Regions from separate parts of the Triticum aestivum genome. Here region 1 is linked to region 2. Evidence: chromatin contacts called from public Hi-C data. All regions are on one chromosome and are shown on one strand. Each heading gives the region's core, a stretch centred on a gene start, on an enhancer-like site or on the middle of the called end of the contact. The rest is flanking DNA. Distances are from core to core; before and after follow the strand shown. Region 1 has its middle 57 kb from the start of LOC123094660. Region 2 holds the start of LOC123137709 (myb family transcription factor PHL7).

What was found. A called contact is a pair of places that touch in the nucleus more often than the background predicts.
Region 1: a contact with region 2 is called in a Hi-C map of leaf, with 6 times the contacts expected there. The contact joins the enhancer-like site here to the promoter of LOC123137709 in region 2. A contact is called at or near these places in 2 of 5 Hi-C or Micro-C datasets (both in leaf) and 1 of 1 datasets of contacts at active chromatin or transcription factors (leaf).

The regions. Positions count from the first base shown.
Region 1 is chr1B:551,173,187-551,177,473 of IWGSC CS RefSeq v2.1, forward strand. No RefSeq gene overlaps it. Among protein-coding and RNA genes, the nearest start is that of LOC123094660, 57 kb to the right of the region's middle. Within about 2 kb of position 3,030, at least 6 of the 8 cell types and tissues checked have an H3K27ac peak or open chromatin away from gene starts, as enhancers often do. A contact at or near this core is called in leaf, where this site is marked.
Region 2 is chr1B:550,746,364-550,750,952 of IWGSC CS RefSeq v2.1, forward strand. LOC123137709 (myb family transcription factor PHL7) reads right to left here and starts at 3,242. Exons shown (of 6, transcript XM_044557560.1): 1 at 2,902-3,242; 2 at 1,394-1,481; 3 at 709-785; 4 at 424-626; 5 at 224-293. The coding sequence starts at 1,427.

The DNA.
Region 1 (4,287 bases), core at 1,780-4,279, 430 kb after region 2:
TATCTTCTCGTGAGTCCCTAATCTTGATCGTAGACATTTGCATGTATGATTAGTGTATGGTCAAATCGAGGGCGTCACATGAACTGACGAGAGTAACCTTACGAACCCACTCCGTTGGAGATGCAATACTCTCGATACTATATGGCGGGATGACTATTTTCTTAATGTGTTCTAAAGTTTATATAAGTTATATGCTATCCTACAGAGCGACCTTTGGAAGAACACACCTATACGAGCCTGAGTGCTGGTCACAGTCTATGAGATTGGAGTAATCTCTAGTAAGCTCATGAATAGGCCAGGAGAGTGACTTATATGCTCTACTCGAGGGGTCAGCCTTCGGTAGCCTAGTACTAGTAAGACATGTGGTGAAACTTCTTTACGCCAAACTGAAAATTCAAGGCATAGTCCATTTTTCAGTTGTGAAGGAAGTGTAGCTATTTGCTCTAGGTGAAGTTTAACCTTAACAAGTCTTCACTGAAACACTGCTATATCGAACCAGCAATTGGAACAAAGGACACAATGGGCCCTCGAGATTTGGTGGGGGATTGTTGAAATATGAGGTGGGCCTAAGGCCCATCTAACAATTTCTAAAAATCTCTAAGGGCCCATGTGGGTTTAATTGGCACTAGGTGTAGTGAGAAATTTAGTCCCACCCCGAAAGTTGGAGAGGAGTTGGACCTTCTTATAAGGGTCTCTCTTCCACTATTGGAGCTTGAGAATAGAAGAGCCCCCCGCGCAATCCTCCTCTGCCGCCCGCCTAGCCACGCCTCGTCATGACGCACTGCGGGTTGCGGGATTGAGCTGAGCCGAGCTCACACCTATGTGCTTATTTTTTTCGGTCAATAACGGAGAGTTTCTGACAGCTGGGCCACGATCTGAGACGTCAGATCGTGGGCTGTCACCGATTCGGACGTGGGTCAAGCCCACGTCTCTCCACGCAGTTGCGCCTATATAAGTGTGAGGCGTCTCCTAACCCTAGTTGTCACGCGAATCTGATCGCATCACTGCCTCCGCCACTGTCATTCGTTTGCGGTTGCTGCCGCCGGCGACTCCATCGCGTTCACCACGTACACAGTTGACGGGAGAGCAGGTCTCCGAAACCCCGCCTCTCCGGACCCTATACGAGAGAGGGGCGATTAGGTTTTTGGGAAGCGATTACGCGACTGTTCGCCTTTGTTCGTCTACTTCCTCTACGTGTGCGTCGTCTTCATCATCACCGTGTCCCAGTCCGACGAGCGTGCGCCACCGAGAAACTCGAGGCCGACAAGGAAGGCCGCCGAGGACACCGCTGCTGCCGCCACCGCCGTCGCGGCTTCTGTCTGACCTACTGGAGGGTATAACACGTTTATCACGTTCCTGGTTATTTCCGTATTAGCAGTATTAGCGTTATATGTAAATGTGTCTACTGTTTGCATAGTACGTGCTTGTGTAGACCAGAATCAATATATCACTAATTCTGTCAATGTCATGCTAGTAATTTATTTATGGATTAAATTAATCTAAAAATTACCTATATTTACTCAACAGAACTGTCGTCCAAATTGTTTGTGAGCTCCTCGTCGATGGCCGCACACCAAGGTCCTCGGTCATCCTCGATACATCTTGAGAATGTTATGCAATTTTTTGGATCCATTTCAGTTTTCAGTCACGTTAATTAAGCGGTGGCGACATTTCTATCGACTACGAGGTGTATGTAGATGACTTTGTCGATGTTAAGATGTGCCCGCTGAGTCTCATGAAGATGCTCATATGGCGTGTGTTCACATCAGTGCCCGTGTGTGCTGTATACGAGCGTCTGCATTTCTGTCGTGTTTGTTAAAAAAAATGAAAGCACAATGCGAAGCCAAACTAAACTAACAGCACATCCCTCTGGCCTTGTTTTTTTGGACACCGAGGTTGTTTGCGGGACCGATTGGAGGAGACAAAAGTGAGGTCGCCCGTCGTCGTCTCTTGTCTTGAACCGTGTCGCTGGCTCCCATCCCATTTTCCCTATGAGACGAGCTGTGCAAGGATCCAACAGATGCACCTTCTTCTTGCCTTGTGCCGAATCGGCAAAAACTACGGTCATTAGCAGACGGTGTGATTATGATGATTGCCTGAGCGTAGACGTCAGGTCGCGATTAGCAATTGATTAACCATGGAGAGCGACGGTGTGGACGGACGTATCCGCCGAGCGCTTTGCACCGCCGAGAGTAACTTGGCTCCAAGCGGAAGGGGAAGCCTCCCCCGTTTGTCTATGTTCTCGTCGAGGGCGAAACATGGGCGAGCTGATCGCTGCTCTCCTTTTGTTCGTTACGAAGAAGATGCAGCTCGTGGGACATCGTTGTTCTTCTTCCGTGTCCAGAAAACATCATCGTTGGAGAAGTCGAACCAATCTGTGGTTAAATGGTTAGATGGGCAGTGCTATCTTCAGCCTACCCAAATTCAAATTTTGGTATTTGCATTTATCCTGAATTTACTTCAGAATTTCTGAATCAGAATTCAGTGGGAAGAGACATTTCCCGTCGTCTATGAGGCGTCCATGGTGATATCGCAAAATCTCAAGATGATATATCGGTTAAGTCTTCCGAAGGTGCTCATAGGGGTAGTGTGTGCATGTGTGCATTTGTAGGGATGAATGTATGTGTGTATATATGAACGTTAGCGTTTGTATTGTGTTAAAAAAATGTTGAATTTCCGTAAAACAAATCGTCGGAGGAGAAGAGAAGAGAAAAAAAAAAGAGGAGAGATTGGATGGGAAAAAGGCATTTTGACCAAGAGGAGGGTTGGCTTGGAAATGCATGCATTCGACTGGTTGCACGGAGATGCCGGACGCCGGGCCACGCATCATACGTGACGCGTCGTACGTCGCCTCGCGCCCATGCCTCTCGCGTCGCGTCAGTCCGAATGAACGCGGAACCGTGGGACGTGACGTGATGGTACCGCACCGCGTGCATCCAAAAGCGGACCTGTTGCGGTGATCTCATGCATGCGTGGTCGCGCGTGCTCTCGCTCACGGACCCATGGATGGATGGACGGGTGGTCAGGACCTGTCGAGCAGCATCAAAGTCCACGCGAGCACCTGTTGAACACTGTGACGCCCAGATATCGTGCGTGGACGACGACCGGCCACCCAGAGGTTTTTCCATCGGCGCCGTTGACGATCCAAAGTGCCGAAAGCGGGACTCACAGGCTGACAGGCGTACGTACGTCTAGGTAGGCATCTTGCGAATGTCTTTTTCTTTTTTTTGGTTGCGAAATGGCATCTTGCGAAGGAAGGGTAGCATCTTGCCAACGTTTGCAAATGCCGAGCCGCTCGTCGCTCCTTCAATCAAATCTATCTAAAAGGTAAAAGGAAAGGAAGAACCGAAGAATATGAAGACGTTGTCTTCAGCACCTCTGTATTGGGCTCGTTTTGACCTTGTCTTCACAAACAGCTTTTTTATTTTTATTTTTTTAGACAAAGTTTTTTTTAGTAACTCTTCAGCAGCAGCTCTGCGTCCGGCTCATGTATCCGGCGGAATCATGACGGCTTAACTGCTTGTTTGTTGGGACGACAATCCATCCATGTTTTGGCAGAAAGTCATGAGGGGCCGAAACCGGGAGCAATCACCAGTTAAAGTCCACTGCCACCTTCTCAGCCGCTAATAAGTGACACACTACATATCCCTAAAAAAAAATCTTGCTCCAGAAACGTATGCAATACAGACAAAAAACTGAAAGAAAAAAAAATACATCAGAAACATGGGAACGCCCAACATGCGACATGTGTCGGCTACTGGACACATGTCCCTTGTGAGAGCCCCGTAAGGGGAACCCTTGGATCGTTGGTCCTGGAAAGCCCTATATATCGCACACCGCAGCAAAGAGTCGTGCTTTCACACAGGGGGATCGAGGCGAGCGCAAGAGATGGGTCGGACCATTTCAAACATGATACATAGTGGGAGCCAACCTGTTTCCAGAACCTTCTAGAAGGTTCCTAAACCCTTTTTGCTTTTACTATTTTCTAGGGTTCTTACTACTCTTTCGGGTTTCTTTTTATGTTTTTTTCTCCTCTTTTATTTTGGTCATTATTACTTTTTTCGCCTTTTCCTTTTTCTAAAAAATATTTAGGAATTCAAAATATTGTCTAAAATTTAAAATTATACTCATTTATCATAGAATATTTGGAAATTTCATAAAAAATTAACATTTAAAAAACTCATAAATTGGAAAATTGCACATGCTTTAAAAAATAATTCAGAATTTCAAAGGTGTTCCTGTTTTCGTAAAAAAATAAAAATTTAAAAAATATATTTTTTGAAAAAT
Region 2 (4,589 bases), core at 1,992-4,491:
ACTGTTAATAAGAGGCAATCGAGGACAAAGTCATTTGCAAGGAACCCACCCAAGTATAACTTCGGTAAATAATGGTTTAGTAGAATGGGGCAAGAAATCAGATTGTTGGAGTAAATCCCCAGCTAACAGCTTGAAAAAGTACAGCATGGATGTGGCAAAATCCATTATATAGGAAAAAACAAATAATATGATTCAAAGAAGTTCACATGTTTCCATCACAAACCTCAAGTTGTTCATGGAGCCGCTTCTGAACTTCCATTTGCATCTTCAATGCTTCATTGATTTGTGAACCCCTGAAAGATAAATGAAGAATATCTCTGTAACTATGTGATGTATTTTTAGCATGATATCAACCAGCTTAAAAGGCCTACGTTAGCAGAGGATACAATCATGTGCACAGACAATTGAGTAAAGATCACTTACGGTGCAGAATCTGCATTAGAGAATGAATCACTAGAATCCTTCTTTTCGTCCTTGGAACCTACACAAACTGCCAATTTTAAAAACCAAAGCTTTCTCGGTATGAAGGAAGGCAAGAAGGGGAGTGTGCTAGGAAGGCAATGAAGCATAGAAGGGCACTTACCTTCAGCAGGCGATTCTGGTATGTACTTTGCAAGGCGATACTTCTACGCAAGCAACAAGAGAAATAAATTATTAGTGACCAGGCAAATATTTATTAGCTGTCTCCTCAGAAGAGACATTCTTTACCTGCAAATGGCTCTTCACGTGATAAATTGTAATTCCTGGCACACCCATTACAGTGAGTACTCCTTTAGGTGTTGCTCCTGAAGATATGATGATACCAATACATTAACAAATGTCTGATGCATTGTATCTTGTGTACTTCAAATAAATAAACAACTATTATAGAAGGTTGTTTAGGGTTATCGATACATCAACAGTTTCCAATGCGATTGGGTAAGGTAACATGGCAGACACAGTTCCAAAGGGTCATATTAACAACTTCTAGCAGACTCGCATGAATCATTGAAACATGAGGAACTTGAGTTTTGTGGGGAAGAGAAACTTGTGTGTTTCATGACCTGAGATATGCAGCAATCTCATGGTAAAAAAATGCACAAATCTGCTTCATAAACATTTGGAATATCAAAATTAGTTTAAACTTGAGTTAAAATGCATGATACACAATGGATTCGACATACAACCAGCAAGGTGCAGGTTCTAGATATGCATTGTCCCACACCATCTAAAAATGTTTTCACTCAGAAAGTGTGCTGCTGACAAGGTTCATGAGAAACCAAGCAGAATGAACCAACAAAATAAACGAAATTTATACATCATATCAAGTAACAAGCAGAATGAACCAACAAAATAAACGGAACATACATCATATCAAGTAAAACCAGAAAAATTAATACTTAAGAGAGAATACCCACTATCTGGTCCACCAAGTTGGGCGATTGCATCCACAAAACGACTATGGAGATCAGAGGTCCATCTCAGCCGTTGTTTCCCACTCCCTACAGGATTAGTAGGGTTGCTTATGTTGGACCCACTGAAAGCTCCAATATTACTTACATGCTCACTATTCTGAGCCCTCTGTGGTGCAAAGGGCACAGAAAACTTCTTAGCATGGTACATCATGAGAGTACTGCAACAATTGCAAGAACTTGTCATACACATGAGCAAGGCTAAGAAATGTTATAATTTAGGATGAAACAGGCCTACATTTCTGATGCCATCCTGTATATCTAAACAAAACGTATCAAGTTGACGGCAAAATGTAAATACAGCGCACTGAGCATTTTCTGGTACGATGAAATTTCATCATTTCTTAGACAGTTCATGAAATCCCGATCAGCATATTTATCTTAAGATGTCGAGAAGTTGCTAAGTCTCCTGGTTTATACTTAAAAGGACTTCTGCTACAAGTAAAAAAGCAAAGAGGGCGAAACTGAATATGAAAGACAATATTGACACAACAGAGAACCATAACCAAGAAAAACAAATCTTTTATACCTAGTGGTAGTATCAAAATATCCAAATAGCCAACACCTAACAAATTTTTAATGTTACAGATGTACAGATGAGTTTTAACCTCTCCAAATCACATGAAGAAGACAAATTCATCCCAGGCTGCTAACAGAACTCCACATGGTAGGAAGAAAAATAAATTTGCAAGCAACAGAGGAAGACCAGTTGAGCTAGCTTCCTCCATTGTCCTGCATCTTGTATGCTGCCATAGAACTGCAGCCCTAGAGGAGTCATCCCCAAATGCCAATCGAAGTCACTAGACAACCATGGCAAATGATCCACAAGAAATGAATCTGGATGGGCAAAATTTACGCTGCAGGTCGAATCGATCGAGATCACAGGCCATACGCAAATGCCAGCGCCAGCACAGAATTCCAACCCGGCCCTTCCGGCCTCAGAATCGAACAAGTCAGCACAGCAGCAAGGCACAGCTCATAAGCCAAAACAGGTTTATGAGCAAGGAAATCGCCAAAACACTGCGTCGCCATACCAAGCTTCGCCCCCAAAACGTCAGAAGCGCCGCCGCCACCCAAACGTGATCTCCCTGCCTATGTTTTTTTTTTTAAATACCGCTCTTCAACCATCCACCCACAGGCCACAGCCAATGGAATCTCACGAGAAGCTCCAGAAAATTCACACTAACTAGGCTCACCACTAGCAAGGCAAGAGAGGAGCGCCACTCACTGACTCACTCACCGGCCGCTGACACGCAATTCCACCGCAATACGCATCACAGAGCCGCGATCTCGACCTCACGGAAGACAGAACCTCTCGGCAAAACACCCGCCCATTCCTCCCACACCAACAGACACCGCACGCTCAGCCGCCAAAGGCGAGTCCAAGAAATTCAGTAAAGAGGCCGGCAGGGGGGCGCAAGAGCTGGGAGCTGAGCCGGCGCTTACTTACCGGCACGGAAGAGGGCCGCCGCGTGACCGGGACCCGGCGTCGTCTCCTCGCAGGTGCGCCGCGCTCGTCCGGGAGAGAGGGAGGGAGACAGTGCGGGAGGGAATCAAATGCTGCGTGCGTGCGAGCGAGCTGGTGCCCGGGGCCAATCAGGCGGAGGCGGATGGATGCCCCAATCGGGGCGCTGGGGTCCGGGCGGGGCGAGGATGGGAGCGGTGGTGGGAGGGGAAAGCGGCAGGTGGTGGTGTCCGGCGAAAGCGACGCCGCGAGAGCGGAGGGCTTGGGAATCGAGACGGAGACGCAGATCTTTTACACCGTTCTTCCTTCACTTCCGATGTGCGCCGTGGGCCGGGTCTATCTTACCCCCTGGCCCTTGCTGGCTGGGGGCAAGGAAAACCACCGGGCCCCGCGGCAACCGGGCCCGCGGGCCCTTCGGCCTTGTCAGCGAGTACCGCCAGCAGTGACAGTAGCGGTGCTGTACCTGTCTAAAAAAAAATTGGTGGTACTGTACCAGATCTTTGTCTGTTTTATCTGTGTGTCCCCGCAAGCGTCGCAGCGGCGAGCGAGCACGGCTTTCTCTTCCCTCGCCGGCGACACTGTTCAACGTTTTGTTGGTTAACCCCACCCCGGAGAATCTTCGGGGCCACGTCGCATTGATGGCAGATTCCCTCCGCCTGCGCTGCCATTCCGTCCCATCTCGTCTAATCCATCCGTGGCCCATCACGTGGCGCACAGTGGCATGATGCCCTTGCCATGATCGGACCGGGTGCACGTGCATTCGTTTCCCCTCTTTGTGTCAATGTACGTACCGCGGACAAAATTGCCAGTTACTGGGAAGTAGAAATGACCAAGAAGCAGGCCTGCCACGATGGATAAAAAAGAGGTGGAATAAAGCCGTGCCCGCAAAATACAGCTGCAAAGCGATCGGAGGAGGATCCTAGGAAGAAGTGTGGGCGACGCAAGCGATCCCGTTACAATCATGGCCCGGGAAGGATTCAAGGGGAAGAAAGGAGGAGGAGCGCCGGGCGGCCATGATGCCCCTATCTAACGGCAAAGGAGGAGAAAGGAGGGAGGCTAGTGAGGAGACGTCGGACGGGAAAATCATTGTGATCTGCCGCGATGCGAGCGCGCAGGCAGGCTCGACGGGAAAAAGTACCTCAAAAGCAACGAGGGTTTGGACGAAACAGAACGCGCAGCAGAGGCGAGCCCACCTGCTGCGGTGCGCCCGTAAACAACTCACGAGGACGCAGAAAGCTCCGGCGACAGGTCATCTCAACCTCCGTCGCTGCATGCGCGCGCGCGCGAATTCTGTAAAGAAAGCCGTGGACTTCCGTTTTACGATTTCCTTCTGTTTCAACGCGGACGCAGCGCTCTGGGCTCCGGTCGGTCGGTCGCCTGCCCTGCCCGTTCCCTTCAGATGTTCGATAAGTAGTGGAAAAAGAAAGAAATCCCTTGGACCGTGGGTAGGGGCCGGCCGGGGAGCGGCGACAGGGAGGAGGAGAGCGAGGAGGGAAGAGGCTGCGTGGCAGATACTGGTTGACAGGCCGAGGGGGGGTCGGCAGCGGCGCGGAGCGGATCGATTCCACCGGACGGCGACGCCATCGGCTGCAAAAGCGTCATCCACAAAAGCGTCGGAAGGATTCGGGGTCAAGGCAGCGGATTCTCCTCGCTCAGGCCAACTGTTTGACACC